Regions from separate parts of the Macaca mulatta genome. Here region 2 is linked to region 1. A link is a contact called in public Hi-C data. All regions are on one chromosome and are shown on one strand. Each heading gives the region's core, a stretch centred on a gene start, on an enhancer-like site or on the middle of the called end of the contact. The rest is flanking DNA. Distances are from core to core; before and after follow the strand shown. Region 1 overlaps VGLL4 (vestigial like family member 4). Region 2 holds the start of VGLL4 (vestigial like family member 4).

Region 1 (6,683 bases), core at 2,014-4,513:
AGCCTGGCTTGTGGGGAGGAGGAGAGGATACCCAGACACTGAACATCTTCGCATCTGCAGGTGACCGGTTAAGGTGATTCGCTGCAGCTCAGGTCAGGAGATGCCCTAAAGGTGTTCTGATACCAGTTGGCCAGCCTGCCCTGCTGGTCCCGTGCTAGAGACTCTCTTTTGAAATGGCCTTTCCTGCCTTGGATAGACTGACATAAAGGCTGGACAGCGAGCTCATTTCTTCCTCTTCCTTGATTCCCCTCCCCGTGCTTGAAACGTCTCCCCAGTTGCCCACATCTGCGTGGCTCAGGACATGCTCGCTGCAAAGCACAAGCCGGCTGAGCACAAAAGGGAGTTTTATTGGGAGGATCCTGGGGGGTCTCCTTGAGCCCAAGGTCATGGGTCCAGCCAGGCTTGGGAAGGGCCTGGCCATCTCACTGAGAGCTGGACGGGGCAGGCCCTCCTCCCTCCTGGCTCTGCGCATGTCCAGGTCTTGGTATCTTGCTCTCTTGCTGCTGCTTGACCTCTGTGGTCAGCCAGTGTGAGATCTGCTCCAGGCCCCATCTGTCGGTCCCCAACCCCCTTTCCGACCCTGTCTGCTCAGCACTGTGAAGACCCTCGCCTGAGGCCCTGTCCACAGGCAGAGCGTGGACATTCAGCCCAGCTCCACCTGCCCAGGTTCTCTGCGCTGCCACCTGTGCACACCACGGAGGCGACACGAACTCTGGGCAGCTCTGTCCCACTGTGGAAGTATTGCGCCACTCAGAAACCCTGAATTCTTGGTTTGTCTGCTGCTGCTAAGCCACGTCTCCCTCTACCCTGGCGTGTGTCATTTCTTGTTAGACCCAAGTACAGCCCCTTATGTTTAATCCCAGTTCATCCTTGTGGATCCACATTTTCATCCTAGAATCCATTTTCGCCATTCCCAATCACTTTCTATCATGAGAAGGTCTGGCAGGCAAGCCTTTTGTGTCTTTATACCAGCTATTGCTCTGACTTGAATGGAAAGGGCTGGCTGGGAAGGACAAAGCTCAGCATCCCTCTGGCTGACACTACTGTCACCCTTGGTCCCTGTGGGGTGATTTCAACCAGCTCCTCACTGGCTGTCCTGGAACTCAGCCCACATACTCCACCACCTTGTCCTCAGGGATATTGCAAGATACTTTTCCTGGGGGAACCTGAGGAAGTTCTGTTTAGTTCACACATATTTTCTGTCCGAGGTTCTGCACCTAGAGCTGGGGGGCCAGACATACTGCCTGGTGTGCGTGGTCTTACAGGAGCACCTGGACAGACCGATGCACGTGCTGAATCTTAGTGGGTTGGGGGAGCAGGAGTGAAGCGGGGGGCAGCCAGTGAAAGGCTTCACAGAGAGATCCGAACAGGGCTTGAAGGAACAAGGGGAGTCTGCCAGGCAGACAGCGTAGGAGTGGCAGGGAAGGAGAGTGAGTCTGTGTGCAAGGCAGATCCGGCTGGGGTGGGACGTGTACCGTTCTACACTCAGGCGTATTTCCTCCATTTCCTCTCTGTCCTGATTTGTAGGTCATCACTGAAGCCAACTCGAGCTGGCTTTGGCTCCAGCAAAATGCTTCCAGTTAATTGCCATGTATTGAAGTGTCCTGGATGGCTCCAGGCACACCCGCGGCTCAGTGGACACAATGGGAAGGGCTCTGGGGACGTTACCGGGAGAAGTGAGGTCCCTCCTGCAACCCTCTGCCCTCCACAGGATGCTCGGTGTTTGTCTCAACAGATCTGAGAGAGGGGGACAGACCAACTCAACAGTTGAGCTTTTGTCCTTTGTACTGTCACTGATCCAAACAGCCACGACCAAGGGCCACTACACACACCCTTGGAGCTGCACTCACTCTGTGGATTGGCCGTGTTTAGCAACAGGACTCCAGTGTTGAAGTGGGAGGTGGCACACGGGGTCAGGAAGGGCTCCAGAACAGAGCCTGAAGGGTGCTGGGGAGGGCCCCAGGGGCGGTGCCCGGTACTGAGGCGGGTCTCCACACACTGACACCCCTCTTCCCCGCAGAACCGGCCCTCCGTGATCACCTGTGCCTCGGCTGGCGCCCGCAACTGCAACCTCTCGCACTGCCCCATCGCGCACAGCGGCTGTGCCGCGCCCGGGCCTGCCAGCTACCGGAGGCCACCAAGCGGTGAGTGTCCCGGGCCTCCTCACCTGTCACAGCTGTGCTAGTAGCAGCAGAGCCCTTCTCTGTCATGCTGTTGGTTGAAACCCCTCGCCCCTGAGCCCATCTATTGCTGAGGTTGAAAAAGTATTTTTTGAGCACGTCCAGTGTGCACCTAGCGTTGTGTGTGGCTTGGGTGGGAAGGGCATGAGAAACACGCTGCCCCCTCAATTCCAGGATCTCATGCCCTAGTTCAGGGAGGGCAGCAGCTACTGTTAAATTGAATGCCACGTTCTCTTTCTGAACTCGGACTCTGGCCCAGTGCAGTCGGTGCATCACCATTTTACAGAGGAGTGACCTGCCCAAGCGCCTCACTTAGCCGGGGGAGGTGGGTTCTGTTTGCAGAGCCCACACTGACTGTGGCAGCCAGTCCAGCTCTGGGCTGCCCGAGGGAGGGGGCTGCACCCGTGCCTGTCTGCGGCCACCTGTGTCTGACTGCCTTCCTGCTTGCCTACAGCCGCCACCACCTGTGACCCCGTGGTGGAGGAGCATTTCCGTAGGAGCCTGGGCAAGAATTACAAGGAGCCCGAGCCAGCACCCAACTCTGTGTCCATCACGGGCTCCGTGGACGACCACTTTGCCAAAGCTCTGGGTGACACGTGGCTCCAGATCAAAGCGGCCAAGGACGGAGCGTCCAGCAGCCCTGAGTCCGCCTCTCGCAGGGGCCAGTCCGCCAGCCCCTCTGCCCACATGGTCAGCCACAGTCACTCCCCGTCTGTGGTCTCCTGAAGGGAGTGCCTCCTCCAACAACACGTGGATCTGCATGGTTTGCCTGAGCTTTGAACAGTCAGTACTTTAAAAAAAAAAAAAAAAAAAAAAAAAATCATGGGGGTGGGGTGGGGGGAAGGGAAGGGATGGTTTATTTGCAAAAACCATGTTGTTGGGATTTTTGTTCTGTTTTTGTACTTGCTTGGTATCCGTACAAGGGGGCCCTCAAACATGATAGCAGGAACTACGTGTGGAACATCTGTCTAATGTAGCATCCTTACTTCCTGCCTCAGTTACCAAAGAAACCTCTGATGCAGGTCTGCCGCCCCGACGGGGCCAGGACTCCACAGCGCTTTCTCAGTCACAAGCCATGATGAATTGGTGACTCAGACGCTTTGTGCTTTTTCCTTTGCTTCTTGAGACCGGGGTGTGTGTGGCTCAGCTTCCACGGCGTGTTTGGTTCGGTCCGTGTGTGTGCGTTGTGCGTGTGTATACTTGAAGAGAACTGTCGTGTCTGATTTGCACTATTGGAGGAGGACTAAAGTTGCCTGACAACTTTATGTGTGATGCCAGAACTCTGAGGGCAAACTGCTGAAAAACAAAGGGTTTAAGGATGACATTTCTGACCATTTGTGTGTTTGTTGTTGTTACTGTTTTTGTTTTTTTTTTAATCTAGACAATACAGCTTTGGAAGGGGAAGTCTCATACAGGTTATAGGTCTTTCTCTCTCTAGATTTCAGGTGCTTGCAACTGGACTGCAGACTCTACCAATCACGGGCATTTTACCTTCTCTGAACACTGCAGTTTGTTAGACTAGAGCTGAGGTTGGAGGATTCCATAGTGCTTTAAACGTGATGCATGTTTTAATGGAGAAAAAATAGCTGGTTTCTATTAATTATATAGACAGTAAACAAAAACCTTAATACTTACTATCTTCTTTTCAGAATTAGTTTATTTTTGTCAGTTACAGTCCTAGATATACTTACTGCTGGTACAGTTGTACTCTAAGATTTGTATTTGATATTCACTTTACTCACAAGCAGTGCGGGAGGCCAGCTCCTGGCAGGCCCTCGTGATGAGCAGTGGGTCAGCTGCGGTGTGGGATGCTGGAGTTTTGCTGCCGGCTGACAGCATTTTTGCATCCCCGTCTGCTTTGTTACAAGCTCCCAGGGGAGGTGGGGTTTGTGTCTTCCAGCTTCCCTACATGCAGAAACTGCTCCCTTTGAACTCTCTTGGCTGAACAGCAGATTACTGACAATCTGTGATACGGTGTTTTATACGCTTCCTCGTACGCTGGGGCCAAGGCAGTATACATTCCTCTGACTTTATACTGTTATTACTGCATTTTATTATTTGCTATATTAATAGCTACTAACTAGAAATTAGATGAAGCAAGCATGACAGACACAGCTGTGGAGGTCACAGCTGCTCCTTTTTGGTCAATGAGCGTTTCTGTCCCCTCCGCCTGGGGTGTGCTGTGTTCCGCCTGGCCCAGCAGAGGCTCACGACGATGGCACCTGACCGGGTGACATGGGTGTGGTCACCTCACCTGCAAGGCTTTGTGGACTCTGCACACTGCACGACCTCTGGTTTTACAGTTTGGCTGTTGAATTTTGGAAATTGGCACTGGGTGAAAAGGTCGGAGGACTGGCTCTTGTAGTCACAGGGTGGCTGCAGGCCTTTGAAAAGTGGAGGAAAGAAAAGCCCTTCTCCTTGCCCCGCACACATTTCACTCCCACTCTACTGGGCTTCCAAGCTTTGGCATTCAGGCCCCTATATTTTCTGTAGGAAAAATCGTTGAGAACACTTTTTTTATATAGGTAATTTTAAGACCATCATTACGCTGTGCGTAAAGAATGTACAGAGAAATTTGTAGGTATTTTTGGAAGAACATTAATTTGTTAATGATATGTAGCTATTTAATTTTTCCCTTTCCTATTGTAATCATTCATTTTTTGTTGTTGTTTGGGAAAAAAAAAAGTTGATCTTTTTTTTTGTCGTAGATTTGTCTGTAAAAGTGCAGGAACACAGTTATTCTATGAGAACACTGCATCTGCATTCATAGCCACTAGTTTGTTATTGCTACAGGCTACTGAGCGTCGTAACAGGAAAACAACCCACTGCTGACCGGCTCGGTGGAGGACACTCCTGGGACAGGTCTCTCTGTCAGTGAACAAGGGCGTCACTCTGGGAGGGTCGGCGGTGCTGGTGGCCGGTCCCCTGGTGCACTGACCTATCTGGGATAGGCAGTACCCTGGAGGGGGCCTTGGGCAGAGGGGGCAGCAGAAAACCAAACATTTCACTGAGAAAGAGCCCCCTTCCCCGCTCTAAGAAGGGCCCCGTGAAGTTCTTGCCAGAGCCACGCCGCCTGCAGTGCGCTCTGAGCGTCTCTCCGTGTGTAAATCTGTAATATACCATTCTCTGTGGCCTGTTTTTCCTGGAAGAAGAAAAAAAGGTTTGGCAGGCCATCTTTTTTTTGTACTTAAAAGTAGCCTTAAGAACAATAATAAAGTGCTCTTAAACCACATAGTGTACGTGTGGCTCTTCAGCCCCCGAGTGAGTTTCAGCGCCAGGCTGGGTGGGCGGACTTGGGCCCTGCACCTGTGCCGGCTGTGTCCCCATGAAGCCCCCATGAGCTGAACGACAGCCACCGGAACTTGGACTGGCTACTTTGGGAGACGCCTCATTTGAAATCTACCCTACTAAATCCTGCTGTTGTTAAGGGTCAGCCCAGACTCAAATTTTCACTTTGCTTTTGGGCCTAAGACGAAAGCTGAAAGAATAAAATAGCAGGAAGAGTGCCTCTGGTTCCTACAGCATTCCAGGGATGATGCCTTCTACATGGGGCAGGGTGGTCAGAGGTACCCAGGCCGTGGCCTCTCCTGGGTTTCCAACCCCTGCTCTTGGGGCCTCACAGCTGCACACACCCAGAAGAAAGAGGAACACCAGCTCTGGCCTGAGTTACCGCTGTCTGACCCCTCCCCTCAGCTGGGCCAGGAAGGCAGCCCAGGCTTCGCCTTTCTGGGCCTGGCGTGCTCATAAAGGCAGGGAGGACTCCACCTCACCAGGCAGCTGCCAGGATCTGCCCCGGGCTCTTCCCCCAGCTCAAGGCAGCAACAGAAACTCCTTTCCCTCAAGCAGGCAGGCAGGCACAGATGCTATGCCCACAGCGGAGGACAGGCCGGGAGGCAGGAAAGCCATGTCTGGGCGGCCCACTCTGTCGGTGGTGGAAATCGGGGGTCAGTGGATCATGTGGGCCCTTTAGTCTCGCACCCAGCTTGGCTCTCCTCCTCCCGCTCCACCAGGGCCAGGCTGCAGTGTGCTCACAGGGCCCCACCCTCAGCCATGCCCAGGGCCCTCACAGGAGAAGCCTGCAGTGGGGCTGGCAGGGCATCCTGGGGATGAGGGTACCACCTCCCGCAGTGGCTCTGGACAGGAGTTGGTTGCTCACCTCCCCATTTGGTCTGTGTTGGGCCACCCCCTGAGGGCCAAGGGGAAAGGATCCTGAGGGACGGCTATCAGACACTGTCACAAGAAATAAAAACTGCAGAGGACCAAGTCCCAGGTCGATAACAAGGCCGAAGCCAAGGTTATTATTCAGCTCTGAACTGGTGGCATCGTGAATCCCGAGCAACGTTGAACACGGCCACTCCTGGGCAGCGGAGGGGGTCCCAGTCCTCAGGGTATGGAGAGGAGGGGACCAGAATCACCAAGCCTGGGGTCAGCAGTCCTGCTCTGGTGATGGAGAGCTCCTCAGCAGGTGGCCGGGGAGAAGTCAGCCTCACAGCGGGGCCATCT
Region 2 (6,683 bases), core at 1,764-4,263, 85 kb before region 1:
TGAGAAGCGAACTGATGTGATTTGTGGAATAACTAACTGCAGGTCATCCAGTGTGCTTGAAACTAAGGTGAAAGTTGTCAGGGGCTGGGATGGAAAGGCCTAGAGTCGGTCCAGGAGGCGCTCCCAGCCTGCAGAGGCTGGCTATTGTAGCTGGCCCCTCTGGAGCACAAGCTTCTCTGTGAAACCAGGTTTGTTTTATTTTCCCCCAAGACTTTGTTGCAGACTGATAGTTTATAAAATGTAATGCAATAATTAGAAAATAACTGAAAACTACAGCCCTCTAATTGCTTTAATATTAAGATTAGAGAGACATAAAATTAGTCTGTCAAATTGCTATAGAAGTTTTAAATGTTCATTCTTAGTTTCTGTATCTAGCTTTTGGGGACTAGGAACACCTGGTGCTCGAACCCCTCTGGATCACACTTGGGTAGCACCGTGCTAGCCTCCCGGATCAGCGGGAAAGACGTGGTGGCTGTTGGCTGGGAATATTACAACAGTCAAGGTAGAGCTGTGAGACAGTGTCCATGAAAATGGTTGCCACCTGGAGCCTGAGAACTGCTATTGTAAATGATGCTGAGTCACTAAAGGGAAGTTACCAAATATTTGATTCATTTTCTACAATGGTATTGTTTGAATCATGTGCTTAAATCACTATTAAAAAAAAAAAAAAACCTCTTCATGTCAAAATAAGTGAATAAAACAAAATATCTTAAGGCAGGGTTTTGTTTTTTTTTCCTTCCCAGATGAAAGCAATGGTTCTCAACCTTGACTGCATATTGGAATCACCTGGGACTTTAGAAGCTAATGCTGCTGGTTCCCACCCCCTCAGATGAGTTTGGGTTGCAACCTCAGTATCAAGATTTTTAAAAGCTCCCCCCGGTTCTAATGTGCAGTCACCTCTCTCCCATGTGGGATATTCTAATGATGGATAAAGTTTTCTGATTGAGAATTTATGTAAAAACATAGCACAGTAAGAGTACTCCAAAACTATCAGTTGAATTTAAATCTGATACCTGATATTGTTTGTTTTCAGTGCAATGATCTTGTGTATACTGGATGTTATGAGTTTTAAGTTTTCTTAAATCCTCCCCACCAAATACCATTAAGTATTTTAATTACAATTGATAGGATACATATCTTTCACTATAGCATATTACATGTAATATAGCATCAATAAATATTCTTATAAATGAAAGCTTGTGAAATCTTGATTCCCCTTTTACTTACTTCCCCTGATGTCACCCCAGTGATTACTGTTGGAGCAATGACGGCAACAGTATTTGGATGTCATATGAATTTCCAAATAAGTTTTTTTTTTTTTTTTGAGACGGAGTCTTGTTCTGTCACCCAGGCTGGAGTGCAGTGGCACAATCTTGGCTCACTGCAGCCTCTGCCTCCCTGGTTCAAACAATTCTCCTGCCTCAGCCTCCCGAGTAGCTGGGATTACAGGCACATGTCACTACGCCCGGCTAATTTTTGTATTTTTAGTAGAGACAGGGTTTCACCATGTTGGCCAGGCTGTTCTCAAACTCCTGACCTCAAGCAATCTGCCGGTCTGAGCCTCCCAAAGTGCTGGGATTACAGGCATGAGCCACCGCATCCGGACTCCCAAGTAGGATTTCATTAGAACACCTTGCCATGAGTACGCCTAATAAATCCAATGCAACTATTGCTGGATTTTTAACATATAACTCCTTCAAATTATTTATTCAAATATTATTTTAGAATATTGAAAATATATTTTTAGAATATTCATTCAAACATTTAGAGTTTTTTTTTCTATTTTGTTAACATATTCTTCATGTGCTGAAAACTGAACATTCAGTGGTTCACTCATTAAGTAAACAGTTTCTGGGCACCTAAACTTGGTTGTGCTAGGCACTGGGTAATGAAAGTTTAAGCCCCGGGTCCTAACAATAGCAAATAGTACAGCTGCATGCCACTAGCTTCTTATACACAGGTGGGTGTCATACATGCCAAATGAAAATAATTTTACCCTTTCCTTCTATAATTTGAAGTACATTTTCAATTTTTGATATTATAGCCTTATTTGCTTAAACACTCTTCCACCTCTTCTCCCCTCCTTGTCTCACACCGTTGCCCAGGCTGGAGTGCCGTGGCACGATCTTGGCTCACTGCATCCTCCTCCTCCCAGGTTCAAACAATTCTCCCACCTCAGCCTCCTGAGTAGCTGGGATTACAGGTGCGCACTACTACGCCAGGCTAATTTTTGTATTTTTAGCAGAGACGGGGTTTCACCATGCTGGCCAGGCTGGTCTCGAACTCCTGACCTCAAGTGATCTGCCTGCTTCGACTGGGATTACAGGTGTGAACCACTGCACCCAGCCCCCTCGTTTTTTTGTTTTTTGTTTTTTTTAATAAAGTTATAACATTAGGAGGGAAAAAACACTTTAAAAGTAGTTCTGTCAACTATTTTGGGGGCTGTAGGCCAGTCATTTAATCCATCTGAACCTCAGTTTCCTCTGCTGTGAAAGGGTGATACCCTCCCTGCCCTGTCCATCTCAGTTGTTATGGGGATTATGGAAAAAGTTATATGTAACGTTAACATAAGAAATTTAAATATCCAGCTAAAGTGTAAATGGACTTTATAAAACAATCTTTAAAAGAAACAAAGAAACTGTATATATATGGCTTATGCATCACTAGCACTTCGGGTTTCTGAAGCCCCAACGTGAAATTTCACGAAAGTTGCATTCCATGGAAGTTTGCTTCCATGATGAATTTTTTACTTTGTACTCAGCTCCTGAAAAAGAAACTTCCTGGGTTTTCTTTTTTCCTCCTACGGTTTTGCAGCGGCCGGGCTGCTTCCTGTCAAGAGCCACTCTGCCAAGGCCCCGTCTCTAGAGTCTCTCCCCCTCCCCTTTCTCTTTCTTTCCAACACTTGCTACATTGAGAGGCTGATCCTGTGCAGAAGCCCTCCCTGCCTCTGCCGCGCGGCGCAGTGAGCATGCTCGGCCTCCTGCGGGAAGAGGAAGCGGCCGCATAGGAGTCATGCCAAGCATAGCCCGCATGTCAGCGCTGCCGGCTTGCAGCGGGCTGTGAGCGGGGCCGGCGCCGCTTTGTCCTAGGAAACGGGCTGCGCGTTTCTCTTTTTCACTCTTTTCCATTTCCAGGAAGGACTTGTAAGGACTTCTGAAACGCTCTTTTCATACTCGATCGGGGATACAGTACATACACCGTCTACCAGTAAGCCCTTGAAGGGTTTCGTGTGAGCTCGATTTTTTGTGCCTGGGTTTTTTTTTTTTTTAAACTTTTGCATACTTTGTTTTCATAGTCTGAGGCTGGGCCTCTGCCTTTGTGAAGTTGAAGAGCCAGGATTCATTTTTGAAACTTAACTCTTTTGGGGCGAAAGCAAAGAGCTGGTTTTCTTTGCTAGCCCAATAAATGCTATTTATGAAGATGGACCTGTTGAACTATCAGTACTTGGACAAGATGAACAACAATATCGGCATTCTGTGCTATGAAGGTAGATGTCCTGCTGTAGAATTACTGCCCGTTGCTCTTCCCGGCCACTCCTCCTCAGTGTGCTGGGTGCCTGCCTTCTAAGCCCTGCTGTCCTTCTCGGGGCTGTAGGGCGCTTGAAAGGCCGGCGTTTCTTAGATTCGGTTCGGCACCGAGTGTGTTCGAATCTCAGGCTGCGGGGGGCGGTGGAGGGGGCTGGACGGGGAGGCGGTGAAGTAGAAACCCTTCAAAGTTTGTTTTATGCTTGCAACGTACTCGCGCCTTACATTTTTAACTCTTTAAAATGTATGTCTTTTTGATTTCCGTTAATGTTGTCTTTAGGGGAAGGACTTGTAGGACGCCGGTAAAAGTTGAGCCTCTGTTTGGGGGAGGGGCTGGTAAGGATTGCACCGTCTACTGTACCCCGTTGTGGGCCACAGCGCCCTGCAGCTCACGGAGGGGGAGCCAAAGTTACAGCGAGTTTCTGTGCTCGCGAGTGAGTGTCCCAAACAGCGGAGAATGTCGCTCTCCCGCGTGGGGCTGGAAGGGCACCGTGTCAGCGAGCACAGGCCGGCTCTTTGTCTCGCTGGCGCTTCCTGTGCAGCCCGGGGAGCGCTGACATTGGGGGGTGTTCCTCGCGCTCTGCTCCCTGTGGGAGCGATTACACAACACCCCGACCCCCAGCCTGCCCTGAAAAAGAGAAAGCCGCGCTCAATTCTAATTTATTACCTCCTACTGCCCGCGAGGTGCTTCCCCCACTGTCTTGTATTTCAAGCTGTCTCTGGTAGCAGTAAGAGAAAAATCAATTTCTTAAGCGGTTGGAACATCCTCTACGTGCGATTTGAAAAAGTGGCAATGGCCTGGGTCTGCCGCCGAGAGGCATCTCCGGGGGAGTTCGGCCTGGCAGGAAGTGTATTTTTTGTTGTAACCACACACACATCCGGGACTCTTCTCTTTCTCATTCAGCAGAAGCAGTTTCCATTTTTTCTCCAATGATACACGGGACATTTCTCTTGAAAAAGAAAACAGTTACAAAAACTTGGGAGGGTAATTCACTTGTAATTTTTAGTCTAAAAACTTCAGGCCTGTTTCCTAATCAGTTGAAAACTTACCCTTTCAAGAATATTTTTCCCCTTCAAGGAAAAAAAAAAACCCTCATTCGTGTTGTTTTTTAAAACTCTATGGATAAGGATCTCATATTTAACGTTTCTTAAAAAGGGTATTTGTTTTTCTTTACTCCTACTAGTTCTTGCTATGAGAATTTTAGTGAATTGCTTTCTTTGCATCTGATGTATTAAGTAACATCTTGCTTCTGAACTCACTTTAAAAAGGTAGACGACTTTAGAAAGCCATAAGCAGCCATTGCTGGGCTTGTTTCCTGTGACATTCACACATTGCAGTCAGGGTTTTGTTTTTGTTGTTTTTTTTTAACCATCCCCCACTTCCCCCAACAAGAAAGAGAAACTTTTGAGGCAATTTCTGTTGTATTGTCTTTGCCAACAAGTAATATGATATTTTAAAAACAAAACATAATGGCCTAAGAGAGAAATATAAGATTGTAGGGAAATTGATACCAGATACCAGATTAATTTTTCCTGTCTCCGATTGGTGAGGACCAGCTTATGGACAGCCAGCCCAGGACGAGTTGTTGTGTAGCACGCAACACACAGGAAACTAGAGTGCTCTGCCCTCTTCTCTTCTCTTTTCTCTTCTCTTCTCTTCTCTTCTCCCTCGGTATTTGGGAGGAAGAAACTTTGATTTTGAAAGTTGAGTAGCTATATGGGATAATGGACTAAAGTCTGTTTGGTTTAAACATCTGCTCCTCTTTTCCTTATTATGAGAGTTAACATTATTTTAACACCAGAATAAATACAGAGGAAATGAAGGAAAGCACAGCAAAATTTGAGTGGTGTTTATAGTGAATTGTTGATGTCCTAGTGGTTTTCTCAGTGTAAACACTGCACACATCTGGTCTGAACTCCAGAGGGTGTTTTGAAGATGGGCATAAATCATACAGGGGATTTTTTCGTAAGAAACGTTGGAAAGATTATGGTTCTTTTAAATCCAACACTTGGACTTGGAGAATATTCGTTTTAAACGTATCAGCTCCCCAGCATTCCAGGGAAGTTGTTTGGAAAATGGAATGTACTGTTGGTAGGCAACATTTGATTTCATTTAGGGCACAGTCAAGTTTTATGCCCCTTAAGAATAAGGGACAAATTAATTTTTTGACATTTTGGTTTTAAAAATTAAGATGCGGGTGGTTAATTATTCTTACCAGCTAAATTATACCATGTTCCTTAGTTGTATGAGACACAGCTCTACCCAAAACTAAACCATGTGTCTGGGTTTTTTTTTTTTTTTGAGACGAAGTCTTACTTTTGTCCCCCAAGCTGGAGTGCAATGGCGTGATCTCAGCTCACTGCAACCTCTGCCTCCCGGGTTCAAGTGATTCTCCTGCCTCAGCCTCCTGAGTAGCTGGGATTACAGGTGCCTGCCACCACGCCCGGCCCATTTTTGTATTTTTAGTAGAGATGGGTTTCACCATGTTGGCCAGGCTGGTTTCGAACTCCTGACCTCAGGTGATCCGCCCGCCTCAGCCTCCCAAAGTGCTGGAATTACAGGCGTGAGCCACTGCCCTCAGCCTGTGCCATCTTTCTTAAATCTCTCTTGTGACTTAATACGCAAATAGATCTTTTTAGCTGTTTACCAATAAAGCATACAAGGTCCTCCTTCCTGACTGACTCCATATTGCTTAGATGTAGACTCCCTCCTTGGTAACTGCTTCCTGGCTCCTGCCCTCCGCCATAGTTGTCTGCAAGAATAATTGAAAAGAGAATAAAGGGAAAAAGTAACCACAATTAGCAGGTTTCGGGTGGGAGAAGGAGAAGTTAGGCAGAGGGCCGGAAGAATCGAAGTCTAGCTAACTTCTGGGAGCTAACTAATTACCTTCACTAATGATGAGCAGATGAGCAGAACTGTGCTTGTGCTAATGTGTTCAGAACCTCATGGCTTATTACTACCATACTCAGCAATTAACCACTGCATCATTCATCACCCCACTGAATGCTCAAATGATACCCACTTGAAGCCCAGTTTTGCCTCTGTCTCCATGAAAAGGTCATAGGCCAACCCCAGCCCTCATTTTTTTCCCCTCCTCTGAACACCTGAGAACACCTTGCTGAACTGGCGAAAGCCTCATGAAGGCAAAGCATTCTCTC

What was found. A called contact is a pair of places that touch in the nucleus more often than the background predicts.
Region 2: a contact with region 1 is called in a Hi-C map of CD4 T cells, with 2.8 times the contacts expected there. The contact joins the promoter of VGLL4 here to the enhancer-like site in region 1. A contact is called at or near these places in 6 of 14 Hi-C or Micro-C datasets (CD4 T cells, blood, cortical neurons and 3 more).

What each region holds. Positions count from the first base shown.
Region 1 is chr2:150,393,366-150,400,048 of T2T-MMU8v2.0, reverse strand. VGLL4 (vestigial like family member 4) reads left to right here. Exons shown (of 5, transcript NM_001194848.3): 4 at 2,021-2,144; 5 at 2,635-5,410. The coding sequence ends at 2,906. It overlaps ATG7 (autophagy related 7), which reads right to left. Exons shown (of 19, transcript NM_001265972.1): 19 at 6,339-6,683. The coding sequence ends at 6,683. It overlaps LOC144339281 (a long non-coding RNA gene), which reads left to right. Exons shown (of 2, transcript XR_013414175.1): 1 at 1-651; 2 at 721-1,899. Among named protein-coding and RNA genes, the nearest start is that of VGLL4, 85 kb to the left of the region's middle. Within about 2 kb of position 3,263, at least 4 of the 40 cell types and tissues checked have an H3K27ac peak or open chromatin away from gene starts, as enhancers often do. A contact at or near this core is called in CD4 T cells, where this site is marked.
Region 2 is chr2:150,478,292-150,484,974 of T2T-MMU8v2.0, reverse strand. It overlaps VGLL4 (vestigial like family member 4), which reads left to right and starts at 3,013. Exons shown (of 5, transcript NM_001194848.3): 1 at 3,013-3,487. The coding sequence starts at 3,406.